Regions from separate parts of the Mus musculus genome. Here region 1 is linked to region 2. Evidence: chromatin contacts called from public Hi-C data. All regions are on one chromosome and are shown on one strand. Each heading gives the region's core, a stretch centred on a gene start, on an enhancer-like site or on the middle of the called end of the contact. The rest is flanking DNA. Distances are from core to core; before and after follow the strand shown.

Region 1 (4,367 bases), core at 201-2,700, 270 kb before region 2:
CTGTGGTGTTTTGTTTGGGGGGTTTTATTTTTCTTGTTTTAATATAAAAGTGTGAAAATCTCCAGATTTGAAATACTTACGTTTAAAGTACCTACATGAGTTGATTTTTAGAATAAGTTTGTTAAGTACACTTCAAAATGAGGATAACTAATATTTAGCTATGTCCTACAAAAAGCCGGCTTTATGCAGAAAAAGTGAAAGAATTTTAACGGCAGGCATCTAAGATGACATTATCCGCTACTAAAAGACAAGACCAGATCATTTGTCCAAATGAAGGGTTTATCGCTGGTGGAAAAACGAACATAATTTCTTCAACATTAAAAGGACAATAGAGGCTTGGGCCTGGTTAGGGTAACTGGTACCAAAAATGGGCGACACACTATCTGCAAGGGGGGACAGCCTGAGGGGGAGTTCAAGTGGGTGACACACTATCTGCAAAGGGGACAGCCTGAGGGTTAGTTCTGGGCTGAGCTGTGTGGAGCTTTGTGCAAGGAGAGCTGCTTCCTCTCTTCATGTACCCATCCCAGGAGCTACATGTTCCACTGTGGCCCTTTGCAATGGGAAAAGAAAAGCTGCTACTGGTCAATACTCCTTTACCCCGAGCACTGAAGAAGGGCCTCCTTTCCTTCTTCATCTTGAAACAGCACTTGCTTTTACACACACACACACACACACACACACACACACACACCGGGCCCCCACAAACAGGAAATTAGAAAAATCCCTTCACAGAGGTTGCAGAGATGCAACAGGCCATCCTAAGGAGGTTTTCCCAGGCTTCTCTGGAACTGTGAAGGGGAACAGGTGCCCCTTGACCCCACCCCACCCCATGATTCAGATGACAACCCCTATCTCTGAGAGGTTGAAGCCATGGCATGCCCTGGCTCACACCAGGCCGAGAGCTGCAGAGGGCCCAGTATGTAATTTCTGCAGCATGCGTGAGATTTTACACCACAGACACTCTGCAGAGGTTCGTGGGGTGTCACGAGGACTGTTCTGTGACAGTTCTTGCTTTTGCCCTTACTGTCGCTTTACCTCACATTTCTTTGCTGTTTGTGTTGTTGAGAGGGAGGTAATCACGTTTTTAGATGGGTTTCATTCATACGACCATAGTCTTAGGGTGACCTCAGAGATGGAGCCGGAAATGGCAGCTGTGGATGATGTGGAAAAGTGGCAAACAAACAGACACACTTTGGTATAGACAACAAATATTCATTTCTGTTACCTAAAGAGATCGTTTTACTTAATGATTTTTAAATTTTTTTAACGTTTCATTCTAAACTTAATCAAATTGTTAATTTTTCACACAAAATAAAACAAAACAACAACAACAACAACAAAAACCAACAAAAAAGCAACAAACAAAAAACCCATAGACGTTAGGAAGAAATCTGGATGTCACGCATCCTGAATCTTCAGTGATTTTAAAGTTTCACCAGGGGGCGCTCCCACTTCACAGCCCAGAGGCAGGAAGGACAAAGGACCACAACTGTCTCATGCTTAACTTGCGGGCATACACTGTCTTGTTTGCATTTTCAACTCTTTCTCTTCTTCTCTCTCTCTCTCACACACATTGTATAAAAAAGCCCCAGTGAGCTTACGCATGCCTCCCTTAAACACTGGAGCACAAACTAACACCACCACAAAATTAGCAAACACAGACAATTGTGAATTACATTGCTCCTGGCACAGGCCACGGAGTTATGTGAAATCTGCATTGAATTTTTGGTTGTCAACATCAGTATAAGAGTACATTAACATAGGATATCAAAAAATATGTCTCTGCTGGGCCACCCTGGGGCGAAACCTGTGGTTGCTCTGCATTGGTCTCTGGGTGGTACCAGCTTCTTCACCCTCTGTGGTAAATCTTTTGGTCAGCCCAAGTCGCAAGAAAATGCAGAGTCAGGAAACAGACTAATTAAAGAAAATTCCCCAAGGACAACCCAATGACAGAGCCTGAGAAGGAATTAGTCCCGAAGCCTGCTTTTCAATTCGTGTATAAGTTTCATACATTAAGAAGCCTGACGATCGTTTTGAACACACGATTTAGGCAAACAATAAATAGAACATTTCTTGTGGGAAGGAAATAAGGTATTTCAAAGTCAGAAGGGAGAGAGCACAGTTTGCCAAGTGTAGAACCCCACAGAGTCCTCTGGCCTGGAGTTTCAAACTGATCCAAACCCTTTGGGGGTTTGAATTTCTTTGCTGTTGGCAAAACACAATTCCTGCTTCAAAGAGAACCGGCATTATGAAGGCCTGTTACAGAAGCCTCAGAAGACTTCTGGGGCACCAAATCACTCTTACAAAACACCATTTTGATGAGTTTAGTACAGATTAATGAAAAACATATGGATTAAATTTTTCTTTAAAATTACATTGGTTCATCACATGAGCAGAAGGGGCTGTAAAAAGGCATCCCAGCCTTACAGAGCTCTGGACACTTTAGCCGTGGTTTCGGGCGCTTCTCAGGCAGATACGGCTCCCCGGCATTGTGGTCCATAGAGGACGTGGAATCCGTCCCTCTGCCTTGGGCTTGGCAAACACCAGTGGGTAGTCTGAGCAGAACTTCAGGTTTCTTCCGCAAGGGTGAAAAACCAACTCGTGTGGCCTGGCAGTTTGTATTGTCTGATCGAGAGGCAATGCCTCTCAAGTAGTTGAGAACTTCTCCAAAAACGCATGACAACAGCTAATTATTCATTCTTTTCTGAGGGCCCCAGAAGGACAATATATCTGTTACCAAGCCTGGAGTGGCCATGGAAGCAGGGAACACCTCCTACTACAGCAGTTATCGAAGCACCCTCCCTACCAATCACCAAACCCAAAAACTAAACTGAGCCTTAAACAGATGGTGACTGACCAACCAGCAACCAGAGAGAGTCCAGACAGTGACAGAAACCAACTGGACCAGGCAGCTCTGCTGTCTGTGCCTTTTCCTAATGTAAGGAATGATTCAGAAACCAAGCAAACTAAACAAAAGGCCAAAGTTGGAATGTAAAGTGGCTCTCACAAGGCATGAAATGAGATGAGCCACCACCACCACCACCACCACCACCACCCCCCCCCACCCTTGCAGGAAGTACCTCTACTTTTGGAACAGTGTGAGTATTAGGTAGGCAGGTAGGAATTTTTAATTCTTAAAAGTGTTAAACAATCATTTGCAGTATAACTGGCAAATTTAGGAAGTGTTCCCTTTAGAAAAATTTCTAATCAATTCTGTCATTTCATACAACTAAGTGAGAGTGTTTTCCTCGGGAGTGTGGTCTGTAGCCAAAGCTGCCCTGCAGTGGACAGGTCCCGCTTGCTCTCAACCATGTGTTGGATTTAACTCTGCACAAGCAGAGGAGGCTGCTCCTTAAGGCAGGGCAGGGCGTGTCCCTGACGTGCACGATTTTCATTCCAGCCAGTGAGGTCCCAGGACTTCACCCCACACTGTCCCTGTCAAATCTCCCATGTTTCTATTCCTGCCAATAGTTATCTCAACTCGGGCTGGACTTCAGGACAGGCCACATCACATCGTATTTGCGAGGTGAAGGATAAGGGGATAAATGCCATGTAAGGGACTTGTTAGTTTGAAAGCTTAAGTGATGGTTCTTGATAGGAAATACTTTCTCTGGAAAGAAGCACAGCTAACTATCTCACCAGGGAATGGGCCCCTACGTGAGGAAAAGAAGGCATACGAAAAGCTTTGACATCTATTTCTTTTCTCCTTTATTGTCCAGTGATGCTAGACCTGGCATCAGGGCTGACATTACTTAAGTAGGAGAGATGACCGCACTGCTACAAGGCTTTGCTCTGTCTGCCCTAGGTAAGAGAGACACGCTTCATGTACCATGTGTTGTAGACATTGTCTCTATGTTTCTAGAAATACTGCATAGCTCCTTGAAAGAGTCCCCAAAAGACAGAAGTAGGGGACACACTCCACCTGCCTCCTGTTGCTCTACAGACACTGAGGAAAAAAAATACAAACAGGACGTTACTGAAGAGCCAGTCTTACCAACGTATCCGAAATTCCAAGTCAGATAATCACAAGGGGAGAGTCCGGCGACACACAACAGCATGCGTTGGCTATCTACCGAAGCCTTTGAAATGAACTAAACGCTGCCGTTAACTTTTGTCAGAGAGGAAAATCAAAACAAAACAGAAAATCAAATGGGAAACACTGTTATTAGCATTAGATTCTTGCATACTTTTTTTTTCAGACTGAAGCGCCTCAAAGGGAACGGGCCCACTCCTGGCCAGCAAAGAGGGCTCTTCTCTCTGTAGCATTCACATGCGGAGGACGGTGATTTTCTAACCGTCACCGTTGTCTAAACCACAGTCACCCGACGCATCTGAATGACACACACACGAGTAAGGAACATTTTGAT
Region 2 (5,013 bases), core at 436-2,935:
TTTCCAGGCTTCTGTGTTTCTCCCTCCAGATCAATATAATATCCCAGTCCTCTCATGGAGGCTCGGTCCTTTCCTTTGTTCCTGAGATTTGGGGCACAGGAAACTGTATCCTGAGTATAGCTGACACCCAGGCCATAGATGTGCATCAGATAGCAAGAACCAACATCTTAGCTTCCCACGCTCTTTTTAGTTTCTAAAATAAATAAATATTTAAAAGGGAAAATGAAAACTAAACAGGTGAAGTAACTCCATGTCCTAAGCTCAGTGTTGGGGAGGCTGAGGCAGGAGCATCTTGAGTCAGAGGCAGCTGGAACCACACAGGGAGACATTGCCACAAAACAAGACACACCACAAAGAAAAACAAAAACACAAACCCCTGAGAATCTGGGCCCCTCTGCCTTAAGCTTTCCTTTATCAGAGTCGGGGTCAAGACCAGGAAGCAGAGCTTCCCTAAGCATCCTGAGTCCTGCTGGCACACCAGCCCTCCTCCTCTGCACCAGTAAAGCAGCCAGGCCAACTTGTTATCCTGAGACTTGAACCATGAACCAAATTAAAAGCCAAGAGCAAGGGAACACATGCTACCATTTCTAAAACATAGCCATACGAGCACGTGACAAATCTCCCACACCACAGCAATTTGGACATGGGTGTTCAAACATCAGCATGCACTTGAGTTTGAGCCATGGCCAAACTGAAGCAGCATCCTCGCTAGAGTGATCTGCTGACAAACTAAAACAGGAAGTAAGGCCTTTAAGAGCGTCTTCAGCCATCAGAGTCTTGGAGAGTGAGGACCGAGGAGAGATAAAGTTAGCAGGAACCAGCTTGCTTCTTTTTAATGCAGATAAATGTTGTTAAAGTGTCGCTCAAGAGCAAAGGATGGGGTCTCACCAAGTATAAAGCCATGAGTTCAGTCTCACCCATGTGAAAAGCTATGCAGAGTAGTGCATGCTTATATTCCAGAGCTGTTGAGGCAGAGACAGGATCCCTGAGGCTCACAGGCGAGTCAGAGTAAACCCCAGGCCAGCGGGAGAGCCTAGCTTTTAAAAAAAGCCTCTATATGTGTGCAGGCTCACAGACAGACAGATACATGGATACACACATACTCCTGTATGAATCTGTACACAGACATTCACATACACAAAAGACCATATCCAAGAAGCTCAAAGCAGCATCAAGACCGGTTCACAAAGTCTCAGAAGAGATGACTCCAGGAATCGCCTGCACCACCTCTGAGCCTCAGTAGCAGCAGTGACTGACTTAGGAAGGAGAGACTTCTGTGGTAAAGAGTAAAGCGTCCCCTGGCCATCGCTTCGCTGTGACTCGTTTTCCTTATTCCTTATGAAGTGACGATCATTGATCCTCGTCATTTAGGACGAGTTCCAGTGAACATGGATGTGCCGTGAAGTAACGATGGGGGAAATGTAAAGTCACTGAGCATCCCAAACCTCAAATGGATTCATTTTAGGAAGAAAATATTTTCCACAAAGAATCAAATATTTTCCATAGCAATAAAATAGGAGTTTCCTGGGGGAGTCTGGAAATTGCCTCCAAGGTCCCGATTGATAAGCTTTCACAGGAGAAAGAGTGCATTTTGGGGTAATAAATCGCCAACTGACATGTTCTGCACAAAGCAGCAGTGTTTGATACCAAGCTGCAGGGATAGGAGCACAAAGGCACCAATTATCCCAAAATAGACTGGGGCAGAGTCCAGTGAGCTATTAGTTCTTTAAGCTGCGTCCACAGGGGATGGAGAGAAAGGGGGATTTGGCAATCAGCTGGTTAATTTGATCACTGTAGACAACTGCACTGTATAATTTAGGTCGGAAACAAACCCTGACCTGGAGTTCCTAATTTGGAACATTCATCAAATTAATCGAATAATTGTGAATTCTCAATTTCACTGAGCCCTGAAACAGGGTTCCAGGAACACAGATCAAGTGCCTACTTACAGTCACCATGTGGCGTTCCACTATCTGGGCATCTGTGTCTTTCTGCTTCAGGCTCCGTGGCCACCTCCTCCTATCCCACTCTTCTCTGCCAAAATGTGTTTCTTTTCTGCCCTGTAAGGAAATGGATCCATAAGCCATAGAGGCCCTCGCTCGCCTCACGTACATACAAGTACTGGGTAGGCAGCGTGCAGGCAAAGCAAGGCTTCCTGTCTCAGCACAACCAACCTTTGGCATCTTCTCCAGAGCCTACCACACTATCTCCCAGAAACCTTGTGTCTGAGATTTTTCAGCTTTTCCCTTTGTACTAGTTCAGGCAACTCGGCAAATAAACAAATGATCCTATGGGGGGGGGGGGGGGAGCAACAATGTCAAACACTATCGTTATGTTTAAGTTAGCAGGGATTTTCAGGAAAGCAACGGCAACAGGTGTTGAAGCAGATTTTAGAAGTTCAGATCGTAGACCCAATAAACCTTGCGAGCTGAGGGGGCGGTGTTTGCTTTGTTTTGTTTTGTCTTTGTTTGTTTGTTTATTTGTTTGAAAAATGTAAGGTAGAAGGGAGTTTCATTTTAAAGATATATTTGATACTGTTATGACTGGGAATTAAAAGAAAATTTAAAAGCAGCCAAGAAGGGATACATTTCTGTAGGGGTTGTTAATGTCCAAGGCAGATATCACCAAGGAAGAAGTTAGTTGAACAAATACTGGAAGTAGAAGGTGGGAGTGGGGGCGTTCAATACCTGTGACTATGCAGGTGGGGGTGAAGACCCTCTGTAAATCAGGCCACTTCAGCGTGAAGGGTGCTGTGTCTGTCACAGGCCTGCCCTGCCCCTCAGCAGCGAGCACAGTCTACACCATGGACAAGTAATAAATCTCTGTTGAATGAATGAATGAATGAGGAGTTTTATTTCTGTCTAATTAAATAACTCCATATGGAGAAGTACCCAGGGAGCAGTGAGGAGACAGGGTCTCGCCAATTACATCAGCCAAATCAACCGTGGCAATTAATTTGGGGCAGATGCTGGAGCCAAATCCTGCAATGCAAAGGCAAAACTGAGCTCGCTCATTTAGTCTTCACAGTTAAAATGCACGGAACAGTCTAGAAAGGCCAGTGATGACCAACAGCAGTTTCTGATTATCACGACAGGTTTGTGCCTTTTACTTTCCTACAAGGTCCAATTTTCTACCTGTTACTTGGAAGGAAATTTGATGTCTCCTGTCTTGACTTACCTATCTCACACCTCTTGAAAGTCTCCTCTGCCATTTAATCCTGAGTCCCATTATAGCACCAATATGTTGAGCTCAGCGCTACCAGCATTACCATGAGCCACAAAACCGTGAAATCCATACTTTAGCCCTCTGTTCTCACCTTGGTGACCCCTACATCATTTGCCCAAATCCTTTTCTTCCTTTTAGACTCCAAAACAATGTACCTGTCTCCCAACCTACAGCTTTTAAACAACCAAGTGTTCAAACAACTCTGAATTATATCCCTGGAGAGCTGAAGCTTGCACAGCACATATGTCACGGCCAACAACACGTTCCATTAAACCTTCAAATGGCCACGTCTTCTCTCCATAGGCCTGATCTCTGCTCACGGCATCACCCCAAATACAAAGGATCACTTGAGATCCCATAGCCACCCCAACACAGTGCCCTTCAAACAGTCTTGTTGGTTGTTCAGCAGGTAAATATGTCCTGTTCTTGTGTGTTCTATCCATATGAGTGAGAATTAATTAGGTCCATCTCCATCATTAGGATTCACCACCTAATGAAAGAAGCAGGAAAACCAGGCATGGGTAGCCTGTCTAAGAGCTTGAGTGTCTGTACACGCTGTGGGAATGAAGAGGGGCTACGTGAACCAAGATCCAGGAATTCCTAAGGCAGGCAGTGTATCAGGAATGTGCAGGGATAGAGAAAGCCCGTGACTATTCCAGACAATCCTTCAGAGTTTGGGTGCTAACTCTCAACGGTTAGCCTAACTCCCCAGTGTGAATAAGCCTAGCAACAGAAGCGGAGATGTACCTTTAAGAAGCAAACTACTGCAGTAAAACACAGGCCCTGCTAGAGGCCAAGAGACATGCCTGTGTCTATGAAGGTCAGACACTGACTGAAGAAGATACAAAGCCAGGGGCTACACATGGCCTTCCGCTATTTGCGTTAGGAAGGGGGAAACTCAGGACCCAGATCCTTCTGAGAAGTATAAGTACAAACAAGTTTGTGGTTTCTGACATGTCCATAAATAACCCAGAAGGGCAGATAATCAACAGAAAGGCCCCCTGCCTTTAATCCCAGCACTCAGGAGACAACAGCAGACAGATCTCTGTGAATTCCAGAGCAGCCTGGTCTACGTAGAGTTCCAGGCCAGCCAGGATTACATAGTGAGACCCTTCCTGCCTTGTAGAGTGTCGGGCAGGGGAGGCCAGGGTGATTGATAAAACCGTGGTCACCGCCAGAAGGTCAAACAAGGAATTATTTGCTGTCTCTGTTTTCTGGGTTTCAACTATAAATGAATTCTTTTTTTTTAATTGCCCAGAGGGGATACAGTAGTCACAAAGTCTCACAAACCAGAGGCTGGCAGCTAAAAATGACAAAGGGGGTCATCAGTGACAGGGACAGCAGTGCTGGTGGGAGGCAGGGAGGCAGGGAGGCTGGGCCCTGGGAGAGGAGGGACTGGACCCTTCCAGTGTAGGAGTGGAAGTGAAGGAGAGAGAGTGGGTCCTGGGGCAGCTCCGAGGAGTTGCTGAGAGGTTAGGAGGGAACGTGAGGGAGCAGGTGAGGGAGCAGCTCACAGGTGCTCCTCAGACTTCCTTATCCAGTAAGAGCGCACAGTGCTCCACGTTACCACCCTTCTCCTGTGGTGATTCTCACCTTCCAAAGGCTAACCTGTTTCTTCGCTTGCTTACATTTCTGCTAGTTTACTTTCGTTTGTTTAAAACCACCTGCTCTCTCCCCTCAATCACGACACCCACCTCTAAGCTGCCTGTGCATTTATCTATACCCTGGAAATCAACCACCATAGAACTTTCTTAAGAGTTAAAAGACACTAAGTCATCTTTGCTGGGC

The links. A called contact is a pair of places that touch in the nucleus more often than the background predicts.
Region 1: a contact with region 2 is called in a Hi-C map of neural progenitor cells, with 1.7 times the contacts expected there. The contact joins two enhancer-like sites. A contact is called at or near these places in 1 of 484 Hi-C or Micro-C datasets (neural progenitor cells), 4 of 115 datasets of contacts at active chromatin or transcription factors (astrocytes, embryonic basal ganglia, embryonic forebrain and 1 more) and 1 of 9 other capture datasets (embryonic stem cells).

What each region holds. Positions count from the first base shown.
Region 1 is chr3:35,100,509-35,104,875 of GRCm38.p6, reverse strand. No RefSeq gene overlaps it. Among named protein-coding and RNA genes, the nearest start is that of Gm35255, 150 kb to the right of the region's middle. Within about 2 kb of position 1,450, at least 25 of the 459 cell types and tissues checked have an H3K27ac peak or open chromatin away from gene starts, as enhancers often do. A contact at or near this core is called in neural progenitor cells, where this site is marked.
Region 2 is chr3:34,834,858-34,839,870 of GRCm38.p6, reverse strand. Gm21388 (a long non-coding RNA gene) reads right to left here. Exons shown (of 5, transcript XR_880758.2): 2 at 2,688-2,822; 3 at 1,950-2,060. Among named protein-coding and RNA genes, the nearest start is that of Gm21388, 11 kb to the right of the region's middle. Within about 2 kb of position 1,685, at least 19 of the 459 cell types and tissues checked have an H3K27ac peak or open chromatin away from gene starts, as enhancers often do. A contact at or near this core is called in neural progenitor cells, where this site is marked.